Linked DNA regions of Mus musculus: region 2 is linked to region 1. A link is a contact called in public Hi-C data. All regions are on one chromosome and are shown on one strand. The core of a region is the stretch at or near the end of the contact, and the rest is flanking DNA. Distances in the headings are between cores, read along the strand shown. Region 1 holds the start of Arl5a (ADP-ribosylation factor-like 5A). Region 2 overlaps Cacnb4 (calcium channel, voltage-dependent, beta 4 subunit).

What was found. A called contact is a pair of places that touch in the nucleus more often than the background predicts.
Region 2: a contact with region 1 is called in a Hi-C map of liver, with 2.7 times the contacts expected there. The contact joins the enhancer-like site here to the promoter of Arl5a in region 1. A contact is called at or near these places in 9 of 39 promoter capture datasets (the 3T3-L1 cell line, 3T3-L1-derived adipocytes, the C10 cell line and 5 more), 1 of 15 datasets of contacts at CTCF or cohesin (the NIH/3T3 cell line), 16 of 484 Hi-C or Micro-C datasets (adipose-derived mesenchymal stem cells, astrocytes, bone marrow-derived macrophages and 7 more), 15 of 115 datasets of contacts at active chromatin or transcription factors (bone marrow-derived macrophages, embryonic forebrain, embryonic limb bud and 8 more) and 4 of 9 other capture datasets (adipose tissue, liver, macrophages and 1 more).

The regions. Positions count from the first base shown.
Region 1 is chr2:52,422,734-52,426,782 of GRCm38.p6, forward strand. Arl5a (ADP-ribosylation factor-like 5A) reads right to left here and starts at 2,141. Exons shown (of 6, transcript NM_182994.2): 1 at 1,857-2,141. The coding sequence starts at 1,902. It overlaps A430018G15Rik (RIKEN cDNA A430018G15 gene), which reads left to right and starts at 2,279. Exons shown (of 3, transcript NR_165461.1): 1 at 2,279-2,422.
Region 2 is chr2:52,611,976-52,616,024 of GRCm38.p6, forward strand. All of the region lies in intron 2 of Cacnb4 (calcium channel, voltage-dependent, beta 4 subunit), which reads right to left. Among named protein-coding and RNA genes, the nearest start is that of Cacnb4, 63 kb to the right of the region's middle. Within about 2 kb of position 2,071, at least 12 of the 459 cell types and tissues checked have an H3K27ac peak or open chromatin away from gene starts, as enhancers often do. A contact at or near this core is called in hepatocytes and liver, where this site is marked.

The DNA.
Region 1 (4,049 bases), core at 891-3,390:
TTTTGAGAAGCCAGAGCTGCTAAGTCTCTGCGTTCATCGATATAGCAAACTCTGCAATTACCCAAAGCCTCTCTCCGCAGCTCTCCATGAAAAGAGTATAGAAACGTGTGCTGATCCTTCTGTAAAACAAAGCATCGAAGACACACCTAACTTATGTGCCCCCTTCTCCACAGGTCCAAGACTAGCAACAAGTGTTTGTGACAGTGAATTCCGTGAGGCTACTGAGCTGGGAAGAGACCATTTAACGATTTTTTTTCTTCACGATCTCACTCTATTGACTGGTAATTTCCTAGGAACTGGACTCTATTAATCCTCTTGTTAATTTTCAAACTCTGAGTAAACGTTCAGGCAAATGCTACTACAAAATGCAGAGCACAAGATCTGTGCTGCTACCAATGCATTCCTGCTATCATGTGCAACTAGGTGAGTTTCTTTTAAAGTTCTAATTCATTTTTTAAGTTACAGCAACGGTTTGGTCACTGACTCAAAGAAGAAAGTGAGACCAGTACCAGAGACACTTTAAAGCAAAAGGTCTTTCTAAACCAAAGCAGAACTGAAACACTAGTCTCACTAAATTCAAGACTGTAGAGGACAGAACTAGAATAAGAACACTTATTACCCACACAAATATCACCAGTTCTACAACAATGTAACCTTTAGTACTTCAAACCTAGAGATTAAATATTCAAAAACTGTAGACCCCACAAATCCCTCCTGTGCTAGGTGAGAGTATCTAAACCCACAGAATTATGAAGCCACTAGAAACCACTACCCCGTCACACGTTCTCTGCTGACCAGACAGAGCTAATGGAAATATCCTCTTTATTGCCTTCCACTTCATTTAGTACCGTTATCTTAGGTATCATTTTTAAAAAAATTATTATTAAAAAAAGCAGAACCCACTAGGGATTACAAGTCCCATAAAACCAGCTCTATCCCAGAGGAGGAGCAAGCCCGGCAACTGCTCCTTCTAAATAGTAGGCGCCACCGTTCATTAAGTTTTAACTGGAAAAAGTGGGGGTGCGACAACGCTACCAGCTTATACAAGAGAAAAACTGTACGTGCTTGACAGATGGAATGAACTGCAAGTAGAGCTTTTTTTAAAAAAAAGCACTATATTTCATTTCAGTAACTATGTAGTTCTGTTAGGACCATATTCTCTCCAGTATCACACACCCATTTTGTAATTTTTTTTTTTAATAAATCCCCTATGCCTTTCCGTGGCAAATGTCTGCATTTAGGCGAACTTAACACAGTAACCTGCTAGTTACCTAATGCTAATGAAGCCTGCCTCCCGAGGCAGGCTTTTAAAAGCTTTCAGCGAAACACTTTAACAAGGGCCAAAAACAAAACAAAACAAAACAAAACCCAAAACCTTCTAATAACCTAAGAAAGAAAACGACCTTAGGCTTGACCTTTACCACTGAGACAAACGGCGCAAAGGAGAGACACTCCATCACTATTCCGCAGCGAGGGTCTCCCCGCCCATCCCCCCCACCCCCACCCCCACCCCCACCCCCCAAAGCGAACCAGACGGATCCAGCACTAGTTCCAGTTTTCCGCATTCTGCAAGCCGTGGGCTCGGTGGCGCCGCTAGGGTCAGGGCCCTCGGTCCTCACTCTAGAACCCCAGCTGTTGCCCGTGCGGCCCAAACACAATTGCGGGCAGGCGACGGGGATGGAAGCAGGCCAGGCAGCGCGCTGGGCCCTCGGCGTGGGGCAGGGCACCTTTTGCGCTCGCGATCAAATCGGAGAAATGGGTGTATGGCGGGAGGAACCTCTCCCCAGCTCCCCGGAGACAAAGGCGACCCTCCTGCCCGACAAGGGCCGGGACCTCCCCGCCCGGCCCAGCCTCACCCTGGTGATTGAACAGCCTCCAGATCCGGGTAAAGAGAATTCCCATCCTCGGGCAGCGGAGCCCTCCAGCCTCCCGGGCTCAGGCTGCGGGGCAGAAGGACGCGCCGGGGCCTCCGCCTCTGCTCCCGCGCCGGCCGCGCGCCCGCTTCCAGGGACCCGCGGGGAGGCCGCAGCCCAGGCCGCCCAGCCACGCGCGAGGCCCCGCCGCTACCGCCGCGGCGCTCGCCTGGCTCGCGGACATCGCCGCCGCGTTGTCTGCTCGAACCTCGCGGGCCACCGTCCTCCCCCAGCTCCTCTCCGGCGGTGGCTCGGGCAGGGGCGGGGCGGAGCGAGGGGACTGCGCAGGCGCCGTGCCCGGAGGCGGAGCGAGGGAGCTGGAGGCGGGGCAAGGGGGCTGGAGGCGGGGCGAGGGGCTGGGAGGCCTCTGCGGCGCGGAGGGTCAGTGGAAGGAAGGCTGCGGCGCTTTAGGCGCGCCAATGTCGGGGATTTGAGGTTGTTTCTAAGTCACAATGCAAATATGTAACCATACTCAACTCCAAAAGTGCCAGGTTTGGACCCCGACGATGGTAAGCTTTAAGTCTCTTTAGAGCCTATTTTCCCTGACAAGCAGCAGAAATCATTGGCCTATTTTTTTTTTTTTTTTTTTTTTTTTTGTCGCTGCGGTTTTTCGTACTTCTACCTTTGCTTCTCAGCGCTCTTCCCTCTCCAATCTCCCTCTGCTCTCAGGCCACTCTTGGCTAGAACACTTTTCCTTAAGTATCTCCCCGGTTTAAAAATCTTAAGGCACAAAAGCCGTCTGAGCTGAGTCCAAAAAGACTGTAGACAAGAAACTCACTGGTCTTCACGATATGATCGTCTTTTTCTCTCATTCAGGAGTCACCATCATGTTAAATAGATGGCCAAATGCTGTCTGTGCTCTTCATTCTGCTGCTTGCCTAAAGTTTAAACAGTTGTGCCTCCTGGTATGCGAGTGTCCAGCTCTGCGCCCCTGCGCACCCCCACCCCCACTCCCCGCAGGATAAGTGGCTGAAAAGTAAAATATAAGTAATCGCTGGCGAACTTGATCCGAACGAAGAGTTCTTGCCTGTGTTTTGTTTTTGTTTACTTTAGTTCCCTTTAGCTAAACAGGTAGACTCTAGATCTCCATATTCCTGATGTAGGAACAGGGTCGATTCCTGAGGTTAACTGACGACTGTGATAGTTTTGACTCAAAGAGAAACTGGGGTTGTCTACTTCTTCCACACACATAAACAAACAAAAAGAGTAGAATCAGCATCATCTCTTTCTATCCTCTTTAAGTTTGTAAAAGGGAGGGAAAAAAAAAAGGCAGAGACGGAAAAATGTGGGAGACTTGTGAAAGGCCCTTTCGAGCTGTTCCCGACCTTATCCTCAACAGCCACATGAAATGAAGCACTATACTCTGCCTGACTCCTAACCATATACTACCGTATAGCTCAATGTATGGGAAAGAGTTCTTCATCTTCTTTGGGGGCTTGCGTTCAAATGCCAGTCTTAGAGGAGGCATACATAAAGGAGAATTAGATCTGGATATACTTAATAGCCAGTGGGCTGTTTAGAAGATCAATGTTCGCATAACCAACTTACATGAGCTCTTTAGTGATTCCATTCCCATCCAGTTTAGGCAGGGCTTTAGCGGCTCTGAGTCATTTTACAAATTCCCACATGTCTTTGGCAACTTATTAATGTATGCCAGACCTACATTTACCCATGAAGTTAGAGATCTGTGTTTTAGAACTCTATTAAGGAAATGGTCTCTTAGGCTATTTTCCAAGTGTCCCTCACAGAAGGGGGGATGGAGTTGACTAGTAGAATCTTGGCTGACTTTAGTAGACAAAATACAAAATTGTTAACTATAGATGTAACTGGGAATCTTTAATGAGGGATATCAAACATTTTGTTCTTCCTTCTGAGACCTTCTAAATATTTTATCCATTTTTAAAGTCATGAGCAAAATGCCATGAAAGACCTCAGCTTCAAGGCAGGAGAGAGTAAAACATGTGCTTTACCATTCTACAGTTAACAAGCAGAATACTGGATACAACACAAGAAACAACTGTTTCCAGATACTGGGAAACAGCCTGTGGAACTAAAGAGAAACAGTGAGCTTTGCCATTGCTCTGTATTTGCCCTCCTTAGCAAAAACAATTCCCAGGCAACTCCAGAGGGAGTGGA
Region 2 (4,049 bases), core at 821-3,320, 190 kb after region 1:
TGCAGACTGTTAGGATGAATCTGAAATATCAGCATAGAGTCTGTACTATAGACACATCATTGAATGCCAGAGCCCCAGCTTGTGGCACTACTTTAAAAGCTGCGGAGCTTTAGGAGGTGGGGCCCAAGAGGCAGAACTGGGTCTCTGGGAACAGCTCTTAGAAAGCTACAACCAGGGGCCTAGCAAACACAGAAGTGGATGCTCACAGTCAGCTATTGGATGGATCACAGTGCCCCCAATGGAGGAGCTAGAGAAAGTAACCAAGGAGCTAAAGGGATCTGCAACCCTATAGGTGAAACAACAATATGAACTAACCAGTACCCCCCCCTGCCCCCCAGAGCTCGTGTCTCTAGCTGCATATATATCAGAAGATGGCCTAGTTGGCCATCAGTGGAAAAAGAGGCCCATTGGTCCTGCAAACTTTATATGACTCAGTACAGGGGAACACCAGGGCCAAGAAGTGGGAGTGGGAGGTTGGGGGAGTGGGTGGGGGAGCATGTGGGGGACTTTTGGGATAGCATTGGAAATGTAACTGAAATAAATACCTAACTTTAAAAAAAGTAAGAAAAGAAAGAAAGCTACAAGCTAGCCGGGCGTGGTGGTGCACGCCTTTAATCCCAGCACCCAGGAGGCAGAGGCAAGTAGATTTCTGAGTTCGAGGCCAGCCTGGTCTACAAAGTGAGTTCCAGGACAGCCAGGGCTCTTCAGAGAAACCCTGTCTTGAAAAACCAAAAAAGAAAGAAAGAAAAAAGAAAGGAAAGTTACAACCGCATCTAGCTTGGTTTCTACCTCCTATCTGTTGCCATGTGAACAAGTCACTCCTTGATGATTCCACCATCGTGAGTGCTGTATGCCTTCCCTGCCATGATGGACTGAAATCTTTGGAAACCATGAGCCACAATTACCCTTTCTTCCATAAAGTGGTTTCTGTCAGGAATTGTTTGTCAGGACGAAACAAAAATATTATTACAAAAGTATTATTGCAAGGCCCTAGCCTCCAATGCAATGTACTTGGAAGTGAAACATCTAAAACATATCTGGATTAAAATGGCAGCAGAAAGGAGGGGCCTTTTAGGATTAGTACTCTCCCAAGGAGAGAAACAGACTAGAATTTTCCATCTCTACAAGGTGAAGACAAACAAGAAGCCATCAGCCTACAAACCACTAAGAGGCTTGCTGTAGTCTAAATGTTTATGAATCTTAGAAATTTAGATCCAAGTCAGGTGGTAGTGACACACACTACCCTGCGCTTGGGAGGCAGAGGCAGGAAGATCTCTCTAAATTCAAGGCCAGCCTGGTCTACAAGAGTCCTGTAGTTTCAGGATAGCCACAGCTACACAGTGAAACTCTTGTCTCGCAAAAAGAAGAAAGGAAGAGAGAGAGAAAGAAAGAGAGAGAAGGAAAGAGAGAAGGAAGGGGAGAGAGAGAAGGAAGGAGAGAGAGAAGAGAAGGGGAGGGGAGGGGAGGGAAAGGGAAAGGGAAAGGGAAAGGGAAAGGGAAAGGGAAAGGGAAAGGGAAAGGGAAAGGGAAAGGGAGAGAGGGGGTGGGGTTCAGATCAAAACACAATTCTATGGACAGTGAATACGTGTAGTAATTTTTTTAACTCCCAAGATAATGGTATTCAGAAGTCAAGCCTTTTGAAGGTGATCAGGTCATGGGTGGGGATATTCTTTGTGATAGGATCAGTGTATTTAAAAGAAGCCTGAGTAGGACCTCTGCCCTTTCCAACAAATGAGGACATCCTGAGAGTCAGTTACACTTGTCAACCAGAAAGCATACCTTCATTGGGCACTGAATCCACCGGCACTTTGATGTTGGATTCCTTAGACTCTGAGAGTATATAAAGGCCTCTGAGAGTATATAAGTTGCCCTGACTATAGTATTTTGTTGTGGCAGTATGAGATTCTCATGACTGGCATGCGATAAGGGGAAATTTCAGAGAAAGAATCACTGAGTTCAAGAAGCGTTGGCTTCTGAGGTCAGCTACGAGCTCCACTGCCTTCTGGAACTGACGCTGTGTGAAACAGTAGAAAAGCTGGCTGTTCAGTCATTGTCCAGCCTTGGACTCTGGCAGGGGAGGCTGATGTCAGCAGTCTAGGAGAAAGGTGCTCAGAGTAAATAAGAGGATTGCATAGTACTGACAGGATGTCCTACTGATAAAGAAATGGCAGGTTATTGAGAAACTTTCTTCTGGAGAGAAAAGGGACTGAGGTGGGATGACAATCCACCCTGGGGCACCCAGAACTGTCTGGGATTTAGCATCTCCTGTCCCATGTCCTGAGAAACCCCTAAGCCCTGGGGATATTTGGTCATACTACACAGGGCACATCACAAGTCACAAAATCGTGGCACGTTACAGGTGTATGGTATGACAAGGAGAAGAAGGTAAGGACAGGATATTATTCTGAGGATAAATCATGATTAAATTGCAAGGGGCAGGGTAAGAGAACATTCTGGGAACCAGAAACTCTGAGAGTGAAGGAGCACACAGCAGGTGGAGAGTCCTTCTCAGATCTCCTGCTGCTCACAGGTGCCATGCTACCTGAACTGAAACCCCTAGTGGCCTCCTCCAACGACCCAGCCTGAGAGAGGAAGGCAGGTCAGAGAGCCCTGTGCTTTGTTCCGTGGTCTGGGACTTAGCAGATCTCAAGTGTCCTCATCCTTTGGGGTTTCTCACCTCCCTGGATACTTGTCCTAAGACCCCCCGAGGCCTCTGGGAAATGAGAAGAAAGTCAGTGGGGATAACGAGAGTCCATCCTCCAGACTTGGAGCTAATAGAGAATTAGGCAAGAAAATAAGGATGCTTCGATAACCATCCATAATTTGAAAAGAGCTGTCTCTTCCATAAAGGGAAGTCTGTCCCCTCTACTGGACTGCAGCTGCCTAGAAGGCTGTAAGCTCTGTAGTGTGTCTCTGCAAAGTCAGGGACACAAGCTTTTCATTTTTGTGGCTTTATGCGCTCTGAGAGGGCCAAGCATGGTCCCTCCAATACCCAGGCAAGTAGAGAGTGGACCTAACCTTGCCAAAGAGGGATGTGAGGTAACCATGGAGATTCACGACCATGGTTCTGCTTAAGCCGTATCACACGGGTCAGGAAGGTGTCTGGATAGCTACAGGAACACACCCCCCCCCCCCTCAGTACGCCATAATTTTAATACCTCAATAGTTTTTAATGGAAGTAAGAAGACCTGAAGTTCAAGGTCAACCTCAGTCGTGTAAAGAGTTTGAGGCCAGCACAGGCAAAATGGAACTGTAACTTGGTAAATGAATTTATTAATTCTAAAAAGAGGTTTTTAATTTCTGCCAGAAGGCTAACAGAGAGGCCAAAAAAAAAAAAAAAAAAAAAAAAAACCACTGATCTGGCTAATTTACATGTATTAGTTCATTTGCTCTCACAACATTGGAGGGGATTCATTATTGTCTCCCTTCTTGGGCAGCAAAGCTTAACCAAGCTACACAGCCAGCAGGAAGTATTCACAAACACTACATTCAGTTCTAATGCACTATCCAATTTCTCTAAGTCCCAGGTACACAGCTTGATAGGACTGGTCCAGCTTTTTCTGTCATCCTGGAATCTTGTCCAATAAACCTTGGTGCGAACTAAATCAGCTTAGACATCTTGGAGGGATTTGGCAACTCTTCTTGTCTGGAACCAGTCCCGCAGTGTCAGCTGTCCAGATAATCCGGGCGCTGGCTGCTCCGTGAGGAATCAGGATTGCCCAGACATGCTACCTGAGCTCCATTAACAGCAAGTAAATTAAGTACAACAGATTCATTTATGTTTATTCATTTAATCTTTAAATGGTCTCAAACCCTTCCCACATGTACAGGAAGGATGTGAACTGCTCAAGTAAAAAATTATGTCTCCTGCTTGGGTGCTGCTCTTCTCTGTCCATCTTTCTCCCAATGCTCTTTCTCTGGTCTTAGCATGATCAATGGCTCAGTAAGTTCTACAGTCCAAGGTTACAGCTACGTAAGTCCATATCACTCCTGATAAATACTAAAAGGAGTTTTGATCCAAAAAAAAAAAATTTTTTTTAAAGACTGAC